2 separate regions of the Anas platyrhynchos genome follow, and region 2 is linked to region 1. Evidence: chromatin contacts called from public Hi-C data. All regions are on one chromosome and are shown on one strand. The core of a region is the stretch at or near the end of the contact, and the rest is flanking DNA. Distances in the headings are between cores, read along the strand shown.

Evidence for each region. Hi-C and Micro-C count contacts between places; a contact is called where the count stands out from the background.
Region 2: a Hi-C map of subcutaneous adipose tissue shows a contact between it and region 1, with 2.3 times the contacts expected there. The contact joins the promoter of GLYCTK here to the enhancer-like site in region 1. A contact is called at or near these places in 2 of 8 Hi-C or Micro-C datasets (skeletal muscle and subcutaneous adipose tissue).

Annotation. Positions count from the first base shown.
Region 1 is chr13:12,773,007-12,778,757 of IASCAAS_PekinDuck_T2T, forward strand. All of the region lies in intron 1 of LOC119718254 (a long non-coding RNA gene), which reads right to left. It overlaps LOC113845068 (a long non-coding RNA gene), which reads right to left. Exons shown (of 2, transcript XR_003500301.3): 2 at 1-5,751. Among named protein-coding and RNA genes, the nearest start is that of ASB14, 16 kb to the left of the region's middle. Within about 2 kb of position 3,920, at least 5 of the 8 cell types and tissues checked have an H3K27ac peak or open chromatin away from gene starts, as enhancers often do.
Region 2 is chr13:12,861,333-12,867,567 of IASCAAS_PekinDuck_T2T, forward strand. It overlaps GLYCTK (glycerate kinase), which reads left to right and starts at 4,051. Exons shown (of 7, transcript XM_027467789.3): 1 at 4,051-4,157; 2 at 5,108-5,284. It overlaps WDR82 (WD repeat domain 82), which reads right to left and starts at 3,978. Exons shown (of 9, transcript XM_027467794.3): 1 at 3,568-3,978. The coding sequence starts at 3,728.

The DNA.
Region 1 (5,751 bases), core at 2,670-5,169:
TTTTCTCCTAATTTCCTCCTCATAGTTACATGCTTAAGTCTAAGACATTAATGGTAGGGGTCTAGAAAAAATACATCAATTCTCTGTCAGCCGTACTTTCTAGTGAGATTGCTAATCTATTATCCATCTTCCCCGTGGAGCGGTGGCTATTGCAACTAATCTTACTCTGACAGCTTGGTGACTAGATTCTAGAAACTGGATACCACTAATCACATTCTTCCTGAGCTGTTTCACACTTAATTCGTCTTCAGCATGTACTGAAGGAAGACACAATAACCTTGAGCTGTGTTGCCATGTTATGTGATTGACAGAAAGCAGAAATAGTGCAAAAAACAAAGACCGTAAGAGAAAGAAACACAAACTAGATCAGTTTCCAGAGAGAAACTGGCTGCCATGCAACTATCGGTAAGCCTGTACTTAGGCACAAAAAAAAAAAAAAAAAAAAAAAGAGAGAGAGAGAGGAAAGAAAAGATGCATTTGTTGCCTTTCTGTACTTTTTTTTTTTTTTTTCAAAAGAATAAAAACAGTCTCTTACTTTTTGCAGATGAAAATACAATATCAATTTGTATTATTATCAATTAATATTTATTTTGGGATTTTTTTCCTTCTCTCTACATTTCCTGCCTGCCTGCCTGCCCTGAAGATTTTGCTTGACCAGGCAGATCTTCGCTAGCTGGAGATATTATGTCAAATTGTATAGGAGTGTCAGGGTCAACAAGTGAATGCAAGGAAAGTGCAGGTAAAGTTGCTGATTCAAGCCTTGTCCCCTGAAATGAGGTTTTGGGCACTAAAAATGAGGGTTTATACTTTCAAATAAGGTTTGAACTCTGAAAAGGAGGATTTGCACCTTAAGATAAGGCTGTGGAACCTAAAAATAAGGCTTTGGGCCCCCAAAATGAGACCGTGGGCCCCAGAATATGGGGGTTTAGGTGATAAAAAGAAGGCTTTGTATCCCAAATGGATGTTCTGGTCCCTGAAAATGAGGGTTTGGACTGTCAAAAAGGGGGCTGGACAATTGAAGTAAAGCTTTAGTACCTAAAAATCGGGTGTTGGAGCTCTAAGAATTATTCTTAGATAATTCTAAGATTATTCTTAGATAATTCTATTTCATGTTCAAAAATAGAGGTTTTCAGCACTAAAAATGAGGTTTCAGACGCTAAAAAGGTGTGTTTGGATTTTATAAGGAGGCTTTGGCATTGGAACCTAAAATGATGCTTTGAGACCTAAAAATGGGTGTTTGGACTCTAAAATGAGTCTTTTCACACTAAAATTCAGGCCTTGACCTGTAGAATGAGGCTTAGGTCAGTAGAAAGGAGGGTTTAAGGCTTTTGGTCCTAAACATGAGTCCCTCATTGAGATCCTCCAACTGGGGGCTTTGGAACCTAAAATGAGGCTTTTAACTCTAAAAATAAGGCTCAGTGTCGTTTCTGTTACATCCAGCAACTGGGAGCTGGCCCAAGCAGTCACAAGGTGGCGACTGCGGTCCGCGTCTTCATCCTCTGCCTTACCACCACATCCCACAAACTCAGCCTTTCCTCTCGTAATTTCCTCCCCTTCTGGGATAGCAGGCGTGGATATTTACCATGGAAGGCATCAGACCGAGACTAGGTCTTGAGTTTCAGACCATAAAGATCTCACGTTACCCTATTGCGTTGTCCTCCCGCAGTGAGCTTCTGTCTGAAGGGGGCTGGCTGTCCACGAGGCTGTTAATCCCACAAATGCTGTAACGAAGACGTGTCCCATAGTGTCTGTAGTGCGACGGAGGTGGAACAGCTGACCATATAATCCATCAAGGCCACTCAAAACCTATCATTGGAGAAACTTAGGAATACAACGTTCATAGAAATCAAGAAAATCCTTCTGCTTTTCTTGAAGCTAAAGAGCCTTTCTCCCCCACTATTATATCACAAATATATATGTTGTTATATATTATATATATATATATATATATAACTGGAAGCATTTTCTAGGGAAATGTGCTTGGCTGATTAGCAGTAACACCAACAGGAGCCCATAGTAAGCAAAGTCCTCCTGTGGGCACTGAGACATGCAGGTGCTGTATGAACAGGTAAATGGAAGCAATGCCATTTTCAGATCATTGCCTCCGATAAGTAGGCCCAAACACCTTTTAAGGCCTCTTTTTCTTGGGTGGCTATCTAAGATGTTCTAAGAAACTAAAGCATGACATTACAAAGGAAAGTGGGCATGAGATTTTCTTCCTGGGATGACTTCCCATGTGGCATGTGTTAAAAATCAAGCATGGTCTTTGTTGCAGTATACAGTGGCTCAGAGAAGCACTGAAGCCTACTCCTACATACCCAATCTCTGACTCTTCTGCAGCCCCTCCACCTCTGACATGTACCTGAGACAAGGCTCTGGTGGTTCACAGTCCACATGTGGTAGACAGAATCAGGACAGAGCTGCAGCTGCTCCTGAAAGGAACAGCTTTTGGGCTTGAAAATGAGGAAGCCAGGGGTGTAAATACAAGGGATAGAAACAAGTTCCAGACCCTTTCCAATTCTACTTTCCTTTCTCACCATTATATGGCAATTCCCTGGGGGTGGTTTGTATGACCATGAATCGGGATGAGAAGCCCCAGGACCTGCTACCTCTATCACAGTGACCAACAGCCCTGTGCTGGCAGCACAGTTTACGGGTGGTTGTATCCAAGGCAGCAGGCAACCACGTTGGGTTGAAATTACAGCTAACCTTTGACTTCAATCCCAGTTCAGAAAGCACTGAACTTCTTGCTAGAGTGGGTCTAAGTTTGGCAACTAAACTGAATGTTTACCTTCAGTATTGCAAACCCCTCTTTTCACGTGTCCTACTAATACTTAAAATACTGAACATGCCAGTCTCTGTTCATACTTTTGCATCATTAAGAATATGCCAACTGGGGGATAGTGCTAGGCTTTAAACAGCCATGGTGAAACCATTTTTTTATGCAAAAGCTGAGGTTCTGAATGAGATCAGTGATGGGGAGAAATATTTGCAGCGTAAAGAGGAGACACAAAGAGAAGTGGAGTTGGTCAAGGCAATGCCTTCTATCTAAGGTGGAACCAGCAACTGCTCCCAGGCCTCCCAGTCACTAGCAGCACTCTCAGAGCAAGGTCATCCTGTCTTCCACGGCTGTTTGGTGCCCCATCCCAATACACCTTGAAGATGGACACAGGGGCTCAAGCAACCAACCCTGCAATGCTTCGGAGGGTGTCAACCCAAGCAGCTGGGATGGGACAGATGCACTGTTATTGCCACTTTCCATGCAGAGACCATAGCAGAGATTTAAGCAGCCTAATCAGGCAGCTACAAGGAACCAAAAATCACAGGTAAAGATCAACGTAGTTGAGACTTGCTGTGCATACTTCCCTCATTGCTGTTGGGAAAGGAGGCAGCTCCAGACAGCTTTGACACCCCAGAAGAGATTCGGCCTACCAAGGTGGGAAGCTCAGCTGATGGCAGTGATGGTCCCATTGCTTCCATGGGTAGATATTGCTTGAGATTTTCTCTCCTTCTAATGAATTCATCCTCACATCTGCGCCAAACCCATTTGTTCATAGCCCATAGTCGTGTTTTTTTGTTTGTTTGTTTTTTTCCCTCCCACCTGCCTTTCTGATTACCTTCCTTCCTTAGGGAATTAAGAAAAATGACAGTGGGACAAAACCTTTACCTCAAGTAAATCTCTCACTGTCCCACTTGCAAATTTGCTCAAGCAAACTGGGAGAGATTTGGCCTGTGAAGGTTAAGTGGGGGAAGGAGAGGGGAGAAGGCTCTGTCTGTATCAGAACTGATCTTTGCTGCTGGGTTACAACTAGACAATGAAGCAAAAGCCAGCAGAGTTTGAAGAGGAAGCTCAGCCAAAGGTCACTAGGCTGTCCTTAGAAACTCGTTATCAGAACCTTGAAAACAGGGAGGAAGGTCATATGAGCTGACTGTAGCAATAACCAGAAAAGGTTGACTGAGTTGGGGGAGCTTATCATGCTCATTCATCTAGTTCAAATGACGAGGAAAGGGTGACAAGGGGACAGAGACTTCCTGACACAGGGATACAGCTTACCCTGGAATGCCAGCAGGATACACTGTCACTTTTTGTGTGAAGGTCTCGGTGCTTTCGGCCAGTTATTCAAGAGATATAGAGGGAAGGGAGTTCAGACATGCCTTTTGCCAGAACTGGCCTAAAGGAGCAGAAAGATTCAGAAGGGAGAAATCCTGGCAAGCTGAATCTGGGCAGAATCTCATTAGCATCTTTCTGGTCACCTGTGAAGTTGTCCCTGACCACTTGCACTGTTTCTAGCATCTTAAGGCAAAGTAAGACCTTCAAATCTGTTGTATGAATGTAAATCAAAACCACCTTAAAAATATTTCCTAATATAGGTGACCCCAGATGTGGAGCTGCTCCTTCTGGATACATACACCTCTTTTGTCCATGGGTTTCCCCCTTCTGTGGCATGAATAAGACCTTTCTTCTCCACATTACAGGCTAGCCCCAAACACTGGCTCCAGAGGCGTTTGTTTTATTTAAATTTAGGTGCTTGCTAAGCAAATGGAGTCTCTCCGCTGATGTCACTGACCAAGTACACGCAGCTGCTTTCAGTCGCTGAACTTTGTTGTTTCCTACAGGGGTGAACAGAGTTCAGACTTGGCTGAACTCCCGAATGCATGAACCCAGACAGCACGGAGTTCAGCACCAGGCAAAGGTGTGCTGAGTGCACAGGAATGTAGTGGAGACCTCTGGGGCAAAGAGTTCCCTGCTCACAGGGCCATCACTGAAGAGACCCTGTTGGTGGGACAGGACTGGCCAGAGTGGGTAATGCTGCACCATCCAGCACCACCTGAGTCCTCAGCATGCAGATTAACAGAGGGTAGGAGGATGTCGAGCTTTCTGCAGGAGCTCCTGTTGGGAGCACTGAGTTTGATCAGGTGAGCACAGATGAGCACAAGCCTGCTCCTTGCTGTAAACCTTTATGCACCAGTGGTCTTGCACCTCCAGAGGACCTAGGGATGCTGTTTGCTCTCCTTTCTGCCCACCATAGAGGGAAAGAACAGTTCAGCACAACCAGGGGAGACTACAGAACAAAACCAAGCATCTGTTGCGTTTGCTGCCTTTGCATACTGAAATGAAAGATTCAACAGAACATCTATTAGCAGGAGGTCATGGCAGCCTTGTCTCAAATGAGCATTAACTCCGTAGCAACCTCCTAACCATCTCCCCTGCAGCTTCTTTCCCCTCTCTTAGCGGTACCATAACAACACGTGCTTGTGCTGGGATGTGTTGCTATCACCACTAAAGGGAAAGCAGGAACATTAAGGTCACAGCACTATAAGAACAGTGTTTTCCCTTCCTTTGACGTTTGTGTTGTATCTTTACAGTAGATCCCCTTCCCTGACAACCAAGCTACAGCAATTTGAAAGGTGGCACAAGCAACAGAAAGAATTATTTTCATATAGTTGTTGGCCAGCTTGTGATCCACTGGAGAAATATCTCAAAAGCCTTGGCTGCATTTTTATTTTTTAAATCAAGCAAAATTCTCCCACCTCTAAACACTGCAGGACTGCACTGTAATTTCTAGTCTCCCCATCACTGATTATATTTGTGCTGCTGGAGAAGCCTAAGAGCTAGTGGAAGATCAACATCTCCCCCCACTCTGAGCTGCAGATCAGTCCTTTAGAGGAGCCCAGCATACCAGGATGAAGCTCCGACCTTTCGGAGCGCTCCCACCTTTCAGAGCACTTTCTCCTGAGGACTGGCTGTGT
Region 2 (6,235 bases), core at 2,801-5,300, 88 kb after region 1:
GTGTGCTCTGAATGTGAGAAATGCCACAGCTCTATGTAGCTCCTTTTTTCTCATTTTTAAACCGAGAGGAAGAATCCTTTAAAAGCCTGAAAATTCAAAATGTTAAGTCCAAGACCAAAAGTCAAGCAAAGAATATACACAGAGATAAAGACTAACAGATAGAAAAAAGCCCCAGCTTGCCAAAAAAAAAAAAAAAAAAAAAAAAAAAAAAAGAAGGAAAGTACTTCTGTGTTTTAGGAAAGGTGAAGTTTTCATGGAAAATGATAAAAGCAAAAACACATCACTCCACACACCAGACTGCCTGTTCCCAATTTACTCTTTAAGACCAAGTAAACTAAATTTTATTTAAAAAAAAAAAATCACAATCACTGACCATAACCCAAGTTTAAGGTCAATCTATCCAGCCCACTTAAAGACCAAGCAACATCCCCAAAGTGAAGTACATTAGGAGATTACAGACAAATTTGCTATAAAGAATAGATGAAGCAGGCAGGGTTTGTAGTATCATCCATACCTGGGTTTTTATCACTACTACAGCTACTGCTGGTAAAACCATCACCCAAAGGCAGGCTCCCTGAACACCCAGTGAACACCACAGCCATGTAGGAACAGCTCCAGCATCTCTCGATTTGTACACAATACCAGAATACAAACTGAACCTTAGCTGAACCACCGTTACATCATTCTGGGTTACAGACTCACAGCCACAAGCCTCCTGGTTGAGTCTCAAGGACCACTGCACGTCCCCACACCATTTCATTCTGAAACTTCCCAGTATTCACTCTTAAGCCCTCACAGATGCAGCCAAGCCTCTTGGTTATGCTTTTGAGGCAACCTGTTACAGCAGTATTTCTTGATGCAGAACAGGTTAAAAGAGAGCCACTGTTTAGTTGTTTACACTTTGAAATCCAAGTGGAATCTCATGTCCAGAATTATCAGATGTTCGTGAGGAAGCAGCACAGTTTTCAAGCTTGTCTATGCTCTGACTAGACATGACAAGAGAATCTGTCTTTCAAGGAGATGATCACGTCCTGTCAGCTCTTTGCTACACATCACCGTTCAAACTGTCCCAACGCATTCAGAAACTGAAGTTCATTTCTGCGGGCTTACTTATGCTGACAACACGATTCTCATATTGGTATGGCATATGCCTGAACGGCAAAACAAAGCAAGCCAGGTGAGTGCATACCTATACCATAACTAAACACAGCTGCTTTTTTAATTCAACCAACAGAACTCTTCATAACAAGGTGGGAGGAGTTGTCACTTTTACATGGGAAAAAGTTTTAACTCTCAGACCATTTGCTTAAGTGGGGTACGGCGTACCCAAACCCAGCAAACAGGAAGCTTGAGTTCCATGGCCTTGAAATGCTCGCTTAAGATAAAGAAAAAAGAAACCTGCAGGCCTGAAACCACCAACTGCTCACAACAACAATCATTCACAGCCTCAGCTTTTCACCGGGAAAGTGTGCCCTGCATCCCTAGGTACCTCTCAAAATCACTTCAATGTTGAAGTCAATTGACAGTACTGGAGCAATTTTCAAATTAATTTTATAACCTCTAGAGAAACACAACCTGAAACCTGAGTTACCTTGATGGAACGTGTCCGCCCTGTCCCCCTGCAGCAGGAAGCCATTGATCTTCTACATTTAATTAAAGCAAACCCTCTCACTGTAAAGCATGTATCATTACTAGATGGACATGAAAGCACCAAATGCCTCCCAACCCATCAAACTATTCTTTACAGGTTTGAAAGGGGAAAAGCAATCGATAGTATCTACATTAACATCACTCAAACCTTCTACTGTTGTATATAATTAGGATCTAGAATGCAACCCATGGCAAAAACCATCCATACAACATCACCTACTCTTACAAAAATGAAAATGAAGTCATTTCAAGTAGAAGTTCACTGTATCAGACCAGGAACAGCAACAAGTTTCAACTGAAGATCAAGCAAACTAAACAAAGGCATAAAAAAAACCTGTCAAAACAGTCTATAAAATTGAGAATATGCAGGATGCAATATTTCAACCACATTAAGCTTTGATTTGCTTGAAAAAGCAGGAGGGTTGGGAGTACCTGGCTAACTAGAAAATACATGTTACACTGACACATCTACCACCTGCTACTCCCAGACACTTCTTTTTCACTCTCTGTCCTTTTCACTCTCTCTCCTACAGTACACACACTTGTTTTCCTTTCACTTTCTGCATGGATGTGATGCTGCCTAGTCTGATTGTACCCTCACCCACTCACCCACCCACAAAGAAGTCACCAGTAAATTAAGTCTCTAAACCAAGCAGCACATATAAACAAAATGTAAAAGAATTTAAAGAAGCCAAGTGCGTATTTGTACCAGTGAGAAAATGCAATCTCTAGTCTTAGCTTTGCCTTGCATCACCCCCAACTTTTCATTGCTATTGCATGGTACATCAAAAAAACAGCTCGGCATCTAGGTTCCCTTTAGCTTCCGATCCGCAGTTCCAGGACCAGCACCATTCTCTGCTACAGCTTTTACTGAAAACCATCATTAAAACCATGCCCATTTCTTTTTTTTTTTTTAAGAACTTTGAATTATCCAAACATTGAGTTTTTAATGGAATAATAACATCATTTGGATCCATTTGCTCCATCTCTTACAGAATGCAAATGTCTTTTGTTTACTTTCCAAGACATAAACTACTAATGCATACTATTGTTTGTCTCGCTTGCATGCTTTTATCTTCTGAACAGCAGCACCATATCTCTATGGCTGTGCAAATTTCTGGAGTTTTACTTATAAATCAGGACAACCATCTCATGAAAGAAAGAAAACTGGGTAATTCTGTTCAAGGAGAAACAAACACATCTTAGTCCATCTGCATAAAGTAGTATCAGTAAGTAAACATCTTACTTGATTAAACTGACATTGAATAGTGTTTGGGGATGTACATTTCAAGTGTGCTTTACAGAGAAAAATACAACTATCAGAAGACATTCGGAGCACAGGAAACCACCTTTATGCACAACAGTCCCAGGTGCCACCTGGGCACTAGGCTTTACTGAAAATACCGCCAAGCTTTTGTAAAGTATGGTGAACACACATCGCAGCTTCTTGACTTTTTAGTTTGCTTACCCAACAGTCATATGAAGCTGATCAACACAAGGCATCCACACACTTCTCACAGTGATTGCTACTGTTTTAATGCGCGAGACTTACAGCAGAAGAAGCCTGAGAATTCAGTTTGCATCCTTGCAACAATCCGTTGTCCTGGAAACGCGACTGGATTCTAACCCCCTCAACTTCAGCGCTATTTAGTGAACTCTCTATCACACCTGGGAAATTACCAGCTCCAGCCTAATTACCAGCCCCAATCTAGCAGGGATAAGGCACAGAGACACCCACCAGACTGCTGCGCTCCCATCTCCTCACCCCACTTCACCCCTTTACCCAATGTCTCCCATCGCGTATCGCCACCCTGCTGCTTCCCAGCCTCAACTAAAACCACCACAAGAAGAAGCGAGGAGCAGCAGAAGCCCGTGGGGAGCCCCGGACCCCCGGCGGGGCCGGGCCCCGTCACTCACTTTCCCTCCTGGCAGTCGTAGAGCACGATGGAGTCGTCGTCGCTGCTGGAGATGACGGTCTCGCCGTTGGGGCTGAAGTCGAAGCAGTTGATCTTGTCGGAATTCTCGCGGAACACCTTGGCCACGCGGAAGCTCCGCAGCACGTTGTCCGTCAGCTTCATCGCGCTGAGGGCGGCGGCGCTCAGGGGGAGCCGGGCGGGGCCGGGCCGGGCCAGGCCAGGCCGGGCCGGGCCGGGCCCGGCGGTGTTACGATGAGGAGATACGGGCCGGTTCGAGCCTTACCGGGCCGAGCCGGGCCAGGCAGAGCCCTGAGGTTTTATTATGCCGTGCTGGGCCGGGCCAGGCCGGGCCGGGCCGCTTCAGGCGGCGGCGAGGCGGCTCCCCCTCATTGTGTCCGCCATCTTGCTGCAACGCCTGAGGGAGGGGCGGCGCGCGGGGCACCCTGGGGGAGAACGGCGGGGCGCGCGCACAGCCCGCTGGGAATGAGAAGGTCACCGGGGGGGGGCCCGGCGGCCATCTTGAGAGTGGCGGGCGGGACGCGGCTGGCGGGCACTGGGGGCTCCCTCACGGCTCCCTCACGGCCCCTCCTGGTTTGTGGGGGAAATTAGCGGAGAAATGGGGTTTTGGGGGGTTAAAAAAAGCGCAGTGGTTGCCCTCCGGGGGGTTCTGCACTAAGGGGTCGGGGTTGGTGCGGGCTGTGGTGTGTGCCTGTGGGGGGGGGGTGCCTCCTGGATCTCCGAGAGCAGTTTGTCCTCTTTAAACCCGTCGTTGAAAATGTGATGGATTTCTCTTTTAAAATTTTATCTTCGGTTTTATTATTGCACTTTTTTATTGCTCAGTATATTTAATTCTGCGACAAACTGGCCTTCGCAGCAATACAAGTGCCGTAGCACCACAGGCTCATGAGTGGCAAACACAACCTCTAAGGCAGACAGCCTGGGGTGTGAGGTAGGTGTCCAGGTACAGGAACCTTGGGGTTGTCATTTAGCCATCACAGATGTTGCCGCCAGCTTCTGTTCATGTTTTTATACTTCTGACGCCTCAAAGAGTTATTCCTGGGGTGAGAAGAGAGAGGTGAGAAGAGCGGTGAGAATCTCCAACCACCACGAAGATTTCCAGCACCCGGGTATTTTAGAAGAAAACCAGGTCTTTTGTTGTGTCAGTCCCCAGGAAACTTAGACTCAAACCAAAACAAACAAACAAACAAAAAGAACAAACAATAAGAACAACAACAAAAAAAAAAAAAAACACACACAAACCAAAACAAACAAACAAAAAAAAACACCACCGCCAAAGCCCCAATCACTTCATAAATGTCAACTGCATTTTCCTTCCGTAGTCTCCAGAACGGTTTGCTTCAGAATAAGATTGCCCTCTTGTGGACAAACAACAGTAAGCCTGGGAGCTGTTGTCAGAGGGCTGTTCACATGTCAGACACGTTCAGTTATTTTACGTGCATGTGTGATTTAGTCAGTGAAATGAAAGTCTTCTCTGAGATAACTTGCTCTTACCACTTGTTTCCTACGGCTCACCGTTACAGGTTTTGACATCTAGCCTGGTTCACCCCTTCATATTGTGATCTGGTCGGCCTGTCAGAATGATTCACTGAGCTTTACTCTGGAATGGACGCGAGATTTTAACACTGGAGCTTAGGGAGACCCAAAAGAAGACACATTCATTACTTCAGAGGGTCTCGGAGTCAGCTACTCCATTACAGGTCAGTTTGAAACCTACAATCGATTTTAATGTAATGAAAGATTTCAGAGAAGTTCAGAACAGCATGCCTCTTGCACACTGTAAACTGCATGATGAAAGCCTGGATTATCTCATGTGGGCCCAGAAGATGACTCACCAATACCATCATAAGACAATTTACTTCAAAACACCTACAATACTTAGCCAAGTTTTAGAGTTGTATAACACCGTGGGTTGTTGATTTGATATTTTGTCACTCCCTTTTTATTCTTTCTTCTGCCTTTCTTCCCAATCATTGGAGCTTAGTTTGTCAGTTTATACGAAGCTGGAATTTATCTGGCAGGATAATTGGATCTCCTAGCAAAATGTCACATTAGGTAGGAAGTATGGATGATGCCCTTGCAAAACTAGTTAATAGAAAAAAGGCTTAATTGCTGCTTGAGTAATATTGATCAAATGCAGTCATTCTACCTATGCATTTCTATATTAGGTACCACTGTAACCTGCACAATACAAACAGTCCCACGCTCACATTTGCTCAGATGGGTGGATGTTAATTTCCTAGAGATGTTTCTGGAAACAATGCTACTCAGGTGAATAAATTTTTGTTGGACTCTGCTGGGAGCGATGATCCTCAGTGGGTGACAGTTATGACTGAAGGCCTGTGCAGAGAACTTGTGTCCCACAATTTGGCATCTCTTTATGGGCTCTTGAAGCTAAACGTGATGCTCTGGAGTCCCTGCGGTTATCTCTGAGATTAACTTCTGAGATTATCTTCTGAGATTGTGTATAATCTCAGAAGTGGTGGTGGAAGGGACCTCTGGAGCTGCCTGCTCTACCCTCCGGCTCAGTGCCAGACAATCACCAACACAAGGCTAGCTTGACCATGGCTTTGTCCAGCCAAATCCTGAAAGACTTCTAGCTCAGAGACCACAGCTTCTCTGGGCAGCCTGATCCAGAGCTGTGCTATGGT